Linked DNA regions of Mus musculus: region 1 is linked to region 2. Evidence: chromatin contacts called from public promoter capture Hi-C data. All regions are on one chromosome and are shown on one strand. Each heading gives the region's core, a stretch centred on a gene start, on an enhancer-like site or on the middle of the called end of the contact. The rest is flanking DNA. Distances are from core to core; before and after follow the strand shown. Region 1 holds the start of Spic (Spi-C transcription factor (Spi-1/PU.1 related)). Region 2 overlaps Mybpc1 (myosin binding protein C, slow-type).

Region 1 (7,034 bases), core at 1,163-3,662, 100 kb before region 2:
AGTACAGGCCAAGGCTACACAGAGAAACCCTTTCTCGAAAAACAAAACAAAACAAAACAAAAAAACAAAAACAAAAAAACAAACCAAAAAACAAAAAACTGTATGTCTCCAACATGGGGGAAGACTTGGTGGGGCTTGGGATCCAATAAAAATAAACCAACGTGAGAGATTCGGGTTCTACTTTGTTACTTTAAAGTCTACATTTGATAAGAGGAGCTGTTCACTGTATTTGCATGACAGACAGTCTCAGGCAGGAAACTTGTTCCATCTCAAAGGTGAGCACACGCCCTTCTTGACCTTCCCACCCACAAGATTTACTGATTCTTTTGTTTACTTGCTTGTTTGGATGTCCCCCGGCCAAATGGGAAAGTGCTTAAAAGTAGGTCCAAGTCAAGTCTGTGTCAGTCAAACCAGAGGATGCCAGAGGAGTTTGTCCCCATCTTGCACTGGCGGACACAGTGTTGGACAGGTAAGTGAACTGGATGCATGGGAAGGGTGTGTACCTAACCTTAGAGCTAAGTAAGCTTTGCTGCTCTTCATCCATGCCTGCAGTATCTGAGAAACATCAGCTATCCAGAGAGTGGATCATTTAGGTGCCCTTCTGTGTAAAGCAATCTCAATGCCAAGGAAAGAGAATAGTCTAGATTTCTAGGTCTTTCTCCTTCTCCTTTTCTTGCTTCTCTTATCCTCCCCCCATCTCTCTCTCTATCACACACACAGACACACACTTTGTGTGTTTAGACCAGGAGATGCAGGGTGGGCTGGGCATCGCCATGTAGCTGTACAGATGGCAGATGGTTGTGATGGGCACACTGTGGCTGATGTCACACTGTGACTGATGGCATACTGGATGATGGCACACTGTGGATGATGGCGCACTGTGACTGATGGCACACTGGATGATGGCACACTGTGGGTGATGGCACACTGTGGATGATGGCACAGTGGATGATGGCACAGTGGATGATGGCACACTGTGGATGATGGCACAGTGGATGATGGCACACTGTGGATGATGGCACAGTGGATGATGGCACACTGTGGATGATGGCACACTGTGGATGATGGCACACTGGATGATGGCACACTGTGAATGATGGCACACTAGATGATGGCACACTGTGGATGATGGCACACTGTGGATGATGGCACACTGTGGATGATGGCACACTGCGGATGATGGCACACTGTGGATGATGGCACACTGTGGATGATGGCACACTGTGGATGATGGCACACTGGATGATGGCACACTGTGAATGATGGCACACTAGATGATGGCACACTGTGGATGATGGCACACTGCGGATGATGGCACACTGTGGATGATGGCACACTGTGTAGCTGATGAGCACACTATAGCTGAAGAGCTCACTGTAGCTGATGGTTGTGAGCCATCATATGGTTGATGGGAATTGAGCTCCAGCCCTGCTTGCTCCAGCCCAAAGATTTATTTATTATATGTAAATGCACTGTAGCTGTCACCAGAAAAGGATGTCAGATCTCATTATGGATGGTTGTGAGCCACCTTGTAGTTTGCTGGGACTTGAACTCAGGACCTTCGGTAGAGCAGTCAGTGCTCTTAACGGCTGGGCCATCTCTCCAGTCTGCAGCCAGTGTTCTTAACTTCTGAGTCATCTCCCCTTTTCTTTTCCTTTCTTTTCTTGAGTTGTAGCCCTTTCCTTCTTGTGATGTGATGTAGCCCAGGCTGTTCTTAAACGTACAGTGGTCCTCCCGCCTCTCCTGAGTAGTACGTAAGCCTGATACTGAGTGTGATACTACAATTAGTCTTTTGAAGGAGTCAGTTCTCTCTTCCACTCTGTAAGTTTGGGAGCTGAACGTAGCTCATCAGGTTTGAACGTAAGAGTCTTGACTTTGTCTCAGGTCTCCTTTAAACTCCCTCTTGAGTCAACTGTGAGAACTAAGCTTTAGGTTGGTCACACCAAATGCTGTCATGTGGGGGCTGGGGCTCTAAGTCTCAAAGGAAGGGTTACAATCAAGTGCTGGTTTATTGTGGGGAGCCTGATCTAAAGGGCTCGTAGGCAGGCTGTTGAGAAGAAGTCCATAGTCTAGAGTGTGAAGTCCAAAACTGGGAGAGATGATATAAGTGAGAAAAGAGGGGTGGCTAAGGTCAGAGGTTTCTGGATGGAGTTAGCAGCTCAGAGGAGTGAGTGGAGTGTTGGGGGGGGGGGGAGAATGTTGTGGGGACTGGGTGCTGAGCCTTGAGTTTGATTCTAATGCCCCAGAGAATGCTAACTATTACATGTCCTTTCAAAATAATAGCCCCTGGTGTCTTACTTGGTCACATCAAGAAGTAGAATTATGCAGGCACTGTGCCTTTTAAAAAAAATCCCCTTTGCAGCACTTCCTTAAAAAATAGCTATTTAATGCGACTCTGCCAGGGTGTTGTTGATAGCGTCCTTGACATTTCAGTACAGATATCGCCACTTGGTTTTCCTGGTAAGTGTTCAGTTTATGTCTTCCCTGAACCTTTGTATTAAGTGTTCCATTTTCTCCTTGGGATGAATGTTTCTTGGGCTATTGTTTTACTGTCTGTTCCGCTGCGAGAAATAGTAAGCCATTGATAAGCTAAAGCTGAATCATCAGTTGAAATACTGCTTGGAATGGAAAGGCAGGCTTGAGGCTGTAGAGGCTGTGGGTCTTTATAACACAAACTCTAATTAAACTGATTAAGCTCCTTTATTTACAGTTCATAGAAACCTTGTTTTCGGGAGCTAGTAAAAAGAGTTTGCTTCTATTCTCATACTCTAGGCGCTGTTAAAGAGTGAGTTCAAAATACAATAACCTTCAGCACTACAGGGTGAGGTCATAGTTTAAAAGTCATGAATGGCTTTTTAAAAAATACCTAACACTGATAGTATTCATTTGATGGGTGGGCTAGCGCACGACGACAATCTCAGCATTTGGGAGGCTGATACAAGAAGATTGGCAAGTTTAAGACCAGTTTGGACTACAGAATGAGTGTGTGATCTTAGACCAGGCTACACTGTCATTGTGTGAAAAGAGTAAAGAGATCACCCCCCACCCCACCCCCAAAAAAAGAACATAGCCTAAACTATAATTTATACATTTTCTTTTCTTTTTTTCTTTCTTTTTTTTTTTTTTTTTTCGAGACAGGGTTTCTCTCTATAGCCCTGGCTGTCCTGGAACTCACTCTGTAGATCAGGCTGGCCTCGAACTCAGAAATCCGCCTGCCTCTGCCTTCCAAGTGCTGGGATTAAAGGTGTGCGCCACCAACGCCTGGCTTCTTATGTTTTCTTTTAAGTGATCTAGTGCAAAGATGATGTATTGTCATCTCACTGTATTAATCAGTATTAAATGTTGAATATTAAGTAATACTAAAGAGTATCAGCTAGGATTACAGGGTAAGAACTTGAGCCTATGTTTAATGATGAAGTAATCTGTGTTAAAGTCCCACACTTTCTTATGTGGCTTTTCTTTGTTACACCATTCAGCAAGTCACATGAGGATGGAGAACTTAAGGTCATCTCTGACAACCGGTGTCTTAGAGAAAATACAAATCTCAAGAAGGGATAATAATAGCGTGAATCTTTCTTCCTTGAGAAAAAAAGAAAAAGTCACACACAGCCTCTAACTCACAGAAACCCAGTGTTTACTGGAACTCTACACCACCATGCCCCGTGTATAAAATAAGTCGTTGGAATTCTTAAATATGTTCCAGTTATTTCTGTGTCATCAATTACGCAGCGACAGTGATTAACATCAGCTGTCTTCACATTTAAGAAGTTAGAGGAGCCGAGTCAATGGCTCTGCAGGCAAATGTGCTTCTGCTGTGAACTTGAAGACCAGAGTTTAAATTTCCAGAACTCCCACTAGTTAGGTTTTTGCTGCCTGAGTACAAAGTCATCTGGGAAGAAGAAACTTAATTGAGGAAATGTCTCAATTAAGCTGGCTTATGGGTCAGCCTGTAGATCTTTTTATTAATTAATGATTTTATGTGAGAGGGGCTTTGACCACTGCAGGTGATGCTACCCCCCTCGGCAGGTGGTCCTGAGTTAGGTAAGAAAGCGAGCAAGCTGAACAAGTACATCCTCTGTGGTGTATGTCCTGACAACCCTGGATGATGTCAAAGGAAGGTTAGATGAAATAAAGCCTTGTCTCTCAAGTTGCTTTGGTCAGGGTGTTTTATCCTAGTACCAGAGACCAAACGAGTATAGTTTGTCAGGGTGTGGTAGCCTCCTGTAACCTCGAGACATGAGACAGGCGGCACCAGCTGGTTAACTAGACCCAATCAGCAAGCTCTGGGGCACATGAGAGATCCTGCTTCCTTATGTAAGGAAGAGAGTGGCGGAGGAAGACACTGGGCATCAACTTCTGCTCTCTATACATAAGCATGCAAGAGCAGCTTCATGTGCATGCCTGCTCTCTCTCTCTCTCTCTCTCTCCCTCTCTCTCTCTCTCTCTCACACACACACACACACACACACACACACACACACACACACACACACAGTGATAGAAAAGTGAAATATTCAGATTGTGGCATCTTGCATTCATAACATTTTCAAAAAAACAAAAACAAAAACAAAAACAAAAAAAAAAAACCCAAAAACCAAACTAAACCAAAACATTTCCTGGGCCAGGTGTTCATTTAGAATCAAATTAAAAACTACTTTTCTTTTAAGGCCATATCAGTAATCCCAGCACCCAAGAGGCTGAGGCAGGAGAATTGGAGGTCATTCTAGGTTACAGGCTGAGACCTTGTCTCGCAAAACAAAAACAAAAATAAAAACAAAAACAAAGCAAAAGGCAAATAATAAATGTTAGCCTATCTGGAACTGTTTTATTTAATTGGTCTTTCTCTCCTGCCTTCCCCAGAACGTGTATTGAACTCAGAGCCTGCTGCAAGCCAGTGTGCACGCGCTTACTCGCTGACATTTCCGCAACCCAAGACTCTTCAATTCATGAATAATGGTCAGTCGGCATTTTTTTAAAAAAATTCTTAATTTTTGAAACTAATGACTTTTCTTTTTGAGACAGGGTAAATGTATCACATGTTGACCCTGTACTTGCCCTGTTACCAGGACCGAACTTGACCGAACACAGATCATTCTGCCTCCACTTGGCTTACAAGACACAAGCTATCAGGCTCCTGTTTATGCAGTGCTGGGGGGATTGAACCCATAATTGTTAATTATGCCATATAAAAGTTCATACTATATAAAATTAATATGATTTCTATAGACTAAAAGATCAATACTTAAAAAACCAAACTAGGAAAATGGCTCTCACATTTGACAACCCCTGAGCCACTTTTGATTGTCACGACTATAGCTATAGCTTCTTCTTGGGAGAGCCCACGAAACTGGCGAGCATTGTAGGGAAAAGCAGGGCATCCTGCAATGGCAACTTAGCCAGTCTACGATGTCCATGGTGCTGAAGTTGAAACTCCTAACAATCATCTCAGAACGCCTGCATTTGCCATTTGTTTCCACAGACTTGTTGTATTGATCAAGACAGTTTGGGGCAAACATTTCAAGACGCCATTGACATATTGATCCAACAATCAGCTGGAGAAAGTCAATACTCCTCAGGTAAAAATAAGTCATTTACTCTCATCTCCTGGCACACATGTGACAGACATGTACACATACATATGTAAGAGTAATAGGAAGCCTACTAAACTCGCAAAGCTGGGGAAGGGTGGTTTTCCCCTGGCTTCTGAGCTAACCAACATACCTTTATTGATGAGTTCTAGGCCAATGAGACCCTATCTCAAAAAACAGGGCTATTGAAGGATGGTGGATATCTGGAAGTTAACTTAGGCTCACACACATGTGTACTCACACATGTAAACCTGCATGTAGTACACACACATGCAGGCCAAACACTCATATCCATAAAATAACTGTAAAAGGTACTAAGACAAGGGGGTCGTTACTTGAGACCAGCCTGAGATATGTAGCTAGATTGTCTCAATCAGACAGAGTAAACATAAAGTCTGCCTACATGATTACTCATTAAATCATCCTGACTTTCCAGGAATAGCTTCCTGTAAAACAATATATATGTATGTGTGCATATGTGTATATATGTATATTATCTGTGCCATAATTGTGGAGGTCAGAGGACAATATTGGGTGTCATTCTTGCCTCCCACTGTGTTTGGATGAGATTCTCAAAACAGTTGCATATACCAGGCTAGCTGACCCAAGAACTTCTGGAGAGTCTCCTAACTCTACCCCCTATCTTGCCACAGAAAGAGGGATACAGACATGTTTGATGCACTTCACTTAGGTTCTGGGGTTCTGAACTCATCCTTACACTTCTGTGCCAAGTGCTTTCACCAGTATATCATCTCCCCAGCCCAGAAAAAACAACAAACACTTTTGTTCTATATTTCAGGCTTTCCACTCACCCAAGACTTAGTCTGCATGGAAAGATTTTTATCCTAACTCATTCTACAGATTATAACTTCTATTCTACCGACTCTTTGATCTTGATGAAATGCAATATATTGTCTAATGAGTTTTACAGACAGTAGTATTTCAGGGAGTTCCAGCCTGACACTTAGGTACTATAGATAGGTACATAGAATGGAATATTTTTTTTCCGTAGAGGGAATGGGTTATGAAGAACAGTGTCCATAATACAAAATTCCTGGGATAAATGTCATGGTAGAAATACAAAGTGGTAAGAAAGCTTAAAAGGCAGTAGTCAATAGAATAGATGTCACCTTGGGTTGCTTACAGATGTGTTCATATATAAACGCATGTGTAAAGTTACTAAATGTCTTTCTGTTCTGTCTTTATTTAGAAAATAGAAATTACATGGCTATCATTAACCCTTATCCTCACGTCAGAGGCAACGCTAACTACTATGGAATGTCACCCACAGAGAACCCCCTCTATGACTGGAGAGGTGTAACAGTGAGTAGCTTTTACCGAGATCAACTGCCCTGCATGGGAAGACCCATGACAGCCATGCTTTTGCTGTAGAATGAGTGAGTTTATTAAGTTTAGAGCGAAGAGGAGTAAAAGAAGGAAATAGCA
Region 2 (6,745 bases), core at 2,248-4,747:
AGAGTGTGCCACCACACTTGGCCCTGGGTTAAGTGTATTTTTAACAAAATGTGTATTGCATGGTTTTGTATAGACATTTAAAACGATCACATTTATTAACTTGTTTGATTAAAGATTAGAGTGAGTCTGAACTACAATCCCCAAACTCCCAATTAATATGCAGCGTAATGACGATGTAGCCATCATTAACATAATCATTTATTCTCTCCCTCTCCCTCCACTCATCATCACCCAGTCAAGTGCTGTAAGACACTTTTAAAGATGTGCTTGTACTTTCCACACAGAACCAAATAAAGAGAAAGAGGCGGGAACCGCTCCAGCAAAAGGTGAGTGGGAGGGAGGGAGAGCTAGGCTGAATTCATCAAGGCCAGAACAGGAAGGGGTCCTTCTGGGCTCGATGTGACCAATGACATTTCCTCCACATTAGCTTTCATCTGTGTGGTATCCCGTTCCTCGTTTGCAAGATCCAATCAGCATCACCAAATGATGCTTTGGTGTGTGGTTGTCACACACACTTTTCCAAACAAAGGAAAGTCACCACAAAACAAGGTCACACCCAGTCAGGGAGAAGCCAGTGCTGGAGTTGATGAGTTGGTCATTTCTGAGTCCCATTGAACATCAGAGAAAAGCCGTTTGATCCTGGTTTGTTTCGGTTGTGAAAATCAGCTGATTTATCTAGATGTTCCAAAGAGGCTTGCCAGGCTTCGAGTCCTATGTGAGTCCTATGTGAACTAGTTCAGGTTGCACTAGCAACCGTGAAGACTTCATGACTCTTGAGTACATACTCCCAGAGCTATACTGATTTTAGATACCCGACATGTCAACCACTCAATCGACATCATGCAGCGGCTTACTGAATTGAAAACCCACTTATTGGCGTGATATTGACCCACGTTCTGCACTTTGTAGAGACAGTACAATTTTGGAAAGGAAATGGTCGTTAACATGTATTTCTCTGATTCCCTGTGGCTGAAGTCATCATGGCGGGTCATCTCTTTCAGGCTAAGGAGTAATAGCCTCCCACGGAGAAAAGTCTTCTTGGAAACTGATGGGCACTTTTACCTTATATATGTTTGCATCATCATTTTTTTTGCGTGAAGATTTATTTGAGTAATGAAGAATATGGTTTAAATTTCACAATGATTGTTTTCTGATTACAATAAGAATCTTTTCTTTCCTGAACACAGGTCAAAGCTTGTTAATTGTGTATTTGTTTCCTACACATTAGCAACATCTTCCTTTCTTTCAGTACACTGGCTTCCCTTCAGATAACTTGAACTTGCTCTCTTGTAAATGAACCCACAGTGTTAGCACATTGCACTTCGTCCTGACCTTCAGGAGTGCCCACGGACAGTACCACGGATGTTAATCCTGGCTACCTGGCCATAGTTCAAGGCTATTTTCTTACAGAATGCAGACAGTGCAAACTCCTGGAAATCTTTCCATGATATGTGTTCAAGGCGATTTGAACATCCTGGCTGAAGTTACTGTAACATTATTCTCAACAAGACCAACGGAGTATACCTCTGCTTCCTAATTTGGAAAGGTGCTTGGACCAACCTGTAAGGCTGAACCAACAGAGCAGATGACGTAATGCCAGATGGGCAAGCTGTCATGGTTTAAACAAAGCCTGGGCTTGAGCTTCAATCTGCAAAGCTCATCCTACTCTATTTGTATGCTTAAATACATTTTCTATAAACTAAAAGCAACCAGTCGCCAGACACTCCCTTACAGAAAACGAGTGTAATAAAAGAATAAGTCCAGATGATGGAATCTCTTCATTTTGTAGCACTTTTTCCTTCTTCTTATGTTTATAGAAGTTGAAGGTATGACTACCTACAGTCATATGCCCAGGTTCATAAACTGCCTGCTTTGTTTTTATTTTTGTTTTTGTTTTTAAAGAGTTACTCGTCATACTTGGCAAGCAAGTTGGTTTCCTATAAAAAGTAGTACCCATGCTTAAATAAGAAAGCCAAGGTAATCGCTTGATTTTATTCTCCATCTTCTTTGACTACCGCCCATTTGCATCCAGGACAAGGGAGATTTCAAAGAAAATACTGAGCAATAAGAAAGGAACAGCTTGTAGGCTAAGTAGAATTGCCAGCAGCACACCTCCCTCCAATGTTACCTAGCACGTCTTCTTCTGCTTGCTCCATCCTACTCTTGGTCTTTAAAAATTTTTTTTTAAACTATCCAACTAAGGTTTCAGTCCTTTGACAACTCGCCCCTGACCATCTGGCTCATTTCCACCCTTCTGTCTCCCTCCTGATTTTTCTTGGACCCATTGCCTCCGCCATTTACGGCTGTCTCTAGTTAGTCATGTATTAATGTTTGACCCCTTTCCCTAACCAGCTGCTTGCTTTTCCATGGTCAGGCACGGTGTCTTAACACCTCTTTGGTCTCCTCATCTCCATTCCCAGTGGCATCTGTCACAGAGGCTCACATGACAACCTCCCAATAAGTACTTGCAGAGTGAATCAACAGTTGAATTTCCATACTGGCTCACCCACTGACCATACCAACACTGTCGATTTAGATAAAGTTTTATTCCTATTTCTCACTTTCTGGGCAAGCTGCATACATACAGTTGGTGAGGGTAATATAGAACAACTTGCTTGAAACTTCCAAAAATGGAAATTAGTTCTGAACTTACCCTGCTATCTTTTATTACTATGTCCTCTCATCCTCTGAACAGTTAAAATATATTTGATAAATAAGTTCTAAGTCTATCCCTTTTAACAATATTTTGCTGCCCTAGAGAGATGGTTCAGTGAGTAATATTGGCCTTCTAAGGGGACCCAGGTTATCTGTAATCGTAGTCCTAGGGCTATAACAACTTCTTCTGGCCTCTACAGGCACAGCTTACACAAGGTTCAGGCATACCCTCCATACAGATAACACTGAAAACAAAGGAAAAAATGTTAAAAGATTAATTTTGACTGAATTATTCTGGGACAACTTCAAATTTTTCTGAGAAAAAAAAATACTTTTTTTTGTAGCCAAGGAGAGTTGCTTGGTTTTCATATTAACCTTATAATTGGGGTGTTAGCTATATCTGCCAACTTCTTCAAACATATTAGGAGATTCTGAATTAGTCACAGTGGTGCACACCTATAAACCTAGCACTTGAGGCGTTGAAGTAGGAAACCTGGGTTCCAGGCCAGCCAGGGCTAAGAAGTAAGACCCTATCTCCAAAAATAATGTTTTAAATATCCTATTAGTTCAGTTTGTGTGTGTGTGTTTGTGTGTGTATGTAACACACATAGACACACATATAAAACAGAAAGCTTGGTTAAAATAATTACTGTTCCTTTTGGTTTCTTTCCAGAAAAATGCTTGCCTTTTGTCGTTGCTATAAAGAAAATAAAAATGTATTTACCTTTCCCAGGAATTAACATTAAGCTGTCAAAAAATAAATCTCTCGAATAACTTAAGCAGAAGTCTCTCCTCCTGGCACGATTGTGACTGGCACATGACTGGCACATGAGGAAATGAGTCAGCAGATATTCCGAGTTGCTCTCCTGACAGATGCAATGTCTTTAAGGAACCATTAACTCATTTTCTTCATTTAGGTTCCTTTATGCCTACAATAACAACACCCTGGTGCTTTTTACTCACTTGTTTAAATGTATTTAAGCAATTTACCTTTAGATATTGTTTTAGTATCTGTTTAATTGCTGTAAAGAGACACCATGACTGAAGAGACACAGCAACCCTTATAAAGAAAACCATTTAATTAGGGCTGGCTTACAGTTTCAGAGGTTTAGTCTATTATCATCACGGCAGGGAAACTTGGCATCTCGCAAGCAGACACAGTGCTGGAGGAGCTGAGAGTTCTACATCTTGATCCGCAGGCAGCTGAAGGAGACTGTGTACCACACTGGGGATAGCTTGAACATATGAGACTTCAAAGTCCACCCCCACACTGACATGCTTCCTCCAGCAAGGCCACACCTACTCCAGCAAGGCCATGCCTCCTAATAATGCCACTCCCTGTGGACCAAGCATTCCTATTCAAACTACCATAGGCATCTAATATCATAGTTTCACGGTAATGGACTTTGTTAAGAAACTAGCATCATTGTATTTTTTCCAATTCTAAAACAACTATTAGAAAATATAACATTGACCTAATAGGTTTGGAGGGGGAAAAACTTATTAAATATACATATTTGTGATAAGATGAATACTGATTTGTTTTGTAAGCATCAAAATGTAAAGGCATATGATGTTTTAAACAGTATAAGTTAATCAAATGACTCAAAATATCATGAATTAATGTTAGCTGGTATTGCTGTCTTCCAATATTTTATTGTTGCTGTTGTGATTCTGGACATGATTGCCGTACTTGAAACATTCCTGAATTTGCCTAAGTCAGACAAGCTATATCATATGTAGTTGATGTCTGTTATGAACCTTGTATATTTTATATGCTTTCCATCTTCATTCTAAAGCCTCAATCTTTCTTGGAGGTTTACGTTGCCTGTGACTTTTTACATTAACAGGCAATTGACAACCAATGACAGGAAGCCCAGCACAGTGGCACTCACCTTCAAACTCTGCACTTGGGAGGCAAAAGCAAGGTGGATCACTTTGAGTTCAAGGACAGCCTGGTAGAAATAATTGTATGCCCAACAAAGCCTGAAACTATGCCTTCCAGGCTCTGGGATGGCTGTGATTAACAGCAGGATTACACACAACCCGGAGGACTCATGGGCACCTCACTGAGACCCTAGGTTGTGAGGGTGGCTGAATCCTCTCTCTCCTCTGACCTCTTCCTGGGAGACTTCAGTTGGCTAGCCAGCATTGTCATGACTCTACAGCTGCTATTTTCCCATGGTAAAAAAAAAAGGTCTGCTTTGTTAAATTGCCCTTCTGTGCAGCTAGGGGACACAGCCTGCTGCCTTTAATGGTAGATAAAATAAAAGTTAAAGTTTTCTTTTTTTTACCCAATTCAGTTAAACTCAATCAGGCCAGCATTTGAGAGTTTAAGGTCAGATTTTCAGCATCCAAGGTCCATCATAGAGATGAGAACTAGTAAGCCTAGCTCTCAGGAGGCCAAAGGAGGAAGATTTCCAGCTAAAGGCTCGTGAGTTCCAGGTCAGCTCTCTATACTTATGGTTCAGAGGTAGCTATCAATGTGCAGTCTTTGGAATGCTAATGAGTATTCCAAGGGAAGAGAATTCCAAAGGGAAATGAGTTTAAGAGGTGCATTGTCTCGTGTCCACTCCTGGTGCGCCTGGACTCACTGAGGGCTTCCACATGTGTGCCAGTGAACAAGCAAAAAACCAACACAATAAAATATAAATGCCCAGTCCAGCATTTTCCAACCCTCTCCGATCACTAAAGTCTTCCACTGAGCAAGACCAAGTTTTATACCCAGGTGAATCTGCTCCCGAGTTTTGAAGTAACAAACACCAGGGTGTCTCTATGACTATGTTGTAATATTTTGTTTAAAGAAATGGTAAGATTTATCCTTGGTTGAAAGTAATGTAGAGCCACTAAAATAGTATTTGTGGTAAATATTTAAGTAGATCACACAAAATCCTACCTTCTCAGTAATTTTTAAACTGCTTGTAGTAAACATTGTGGGTACGTGGATCTTCCGTATACTGTGTATGAGGTCAACTAAGGTCCTCTGAGGCCCTATTTTGAAAAGTGACAATGTATATTATTTATTCAAACCCTAGCCTGCATGCTTTGGGGAGGAAGGGTCAAAGCTTCCAATACTACCAGCTGCCTCTTTAAGCATGCAAAGTATGCATGTTGCTATATAGGTATGTCGGAAAGGGGCACACTTCAGTGTGCCTCTGAGCATTTAAGTACTACACAACATATCTGGGGATTTATAAATTTGCATGAGTAATTTTTGAATCACGTAGTGCTGGAAGGACCAATACCATCTTAGGGAAATGGCTGTGAAGTTATGAAGATGATGATCACTAAACTTAATAAAACTGATTAATTTATATCCATCAACTTGAATTTCGGTTTCTTACATACAGACAGGAAACTCTGGGGTTCACTGGGTGGAAACAGTTCTCAAATAGTCCCTAAAAGCTTGCATGTCAGGGTCTAAATGAATATGATATATGAATAACATCTGCCATTGATTTCATCTATGAAATAAAAAAAAAAACTTGGAAACCCCCTCCATTATTTTCCCACTAACTTACAGTCACAAAAACTCTGGCATAGTTCCATTTAAAAAAAAATCTATGTTTTCATTTGAATTATCTAGCTCTCACACCATTTTTGTATTCTCCTTCTGTTTGGTTTGGGTTTTGCCCACACTCTCAAAGGTTACCAGCAGGTGCGAAGTCTCCCATGGTTCACTCAGCGATTGAAAATGCTCTGTGTAGTCTCTCTCTTCTTTTCCAGACTCTTCTTCCCCAGGTTACGTGGATGAAGTTCTTCTCTCCTTGACTTTTTCCTCCTGTTTCTTGTTTCAGAGGAAGATGAGGCTTCTCCGCCGAGTGCCCTACCTCCAGGTTAGGATGACTCCCCGGCCCAACTTTGAACTCATTAATTCATTGACCTATGGTAGCAGCAAAGACTTGGGGGAGCAAGAGGGGAGACATTGGCTTTAATGATGATTTCCATGTCAATCTCCCGAAAGGGAAGATTTTCTAGCCAGGTGTGGTGGTGCATACCCATGAGCCCAATACTGGGGAGACCAAGGCAGGAGGATCTCAAGGCCAGACCAGCATGGGCTACAGAGTGAGTTCAAGACCAGCCTGAGTCA

The links. Promoter capture Hi-C pulls out the DNA fragments that hold promoters and counts their contacts.
Region 1: a contact with region 2 is called in a promoter capture Hi-C map of macrophages, with 5 read pairs. The contact joins the promoter of Spic here to the enhancer-like site in region 2. A contact is called at or near these places in 13 of 39 promoter capture datasets (the 3T3-L1 cell line, 3T3-L1-derived adipocytes, the HPC-7 cell line and 8 more), 2 of 484 Hi-C or Micro-C datasets (B cells and cerebellum), 4 of 115 datasets of contacts at active chromatin or transcription factors (CD8 T cells, bone marrow-derived macrophages and embryonic stem cells) and 3 of 9 other capture datasets (adipose tissue, liver and pancreatic islet).

Annotation. Positions count from the first base shown.
Region 1 is chr10:88,678,401-88,685,434 of GRCm38.p6, reverse strand. It overlaps Spic (Spi-C transcription factor (Spi-1/PU.1 related)), which reads left to right and starts at 2,412. Exons shown (of 6, transcript NM_011461.3): 1 at 2,412-2,460; 2 at 4,861-4,956; 3 at 5,480-5,576; 4 at 6,799-6,911. The coding sequence starts at 4,954.
Region 2 is chr10:88,575,588-88,582,332 of GRCm38.p6, reverse strand. Mybpc1 (myosin binding protein C, slow-type) reads left to right here. Exons shown (of 29, transcript NM_175418.5): 3 at 285-326. Among named protein-coding and RNA genes, the nearest start is that of Mybpc1, 26 kb to the left of the region's middle. Within about 2 kb of position 3,497, at least 16 of the 459 cell types and tissues checked have an H3K27ac peak or open chromatin away from gene starts, as enhancers often do. A contact at or near this core is called in the HPC-7 cell line, bone marrow-derived macrophages and macrophages, where this site is marked.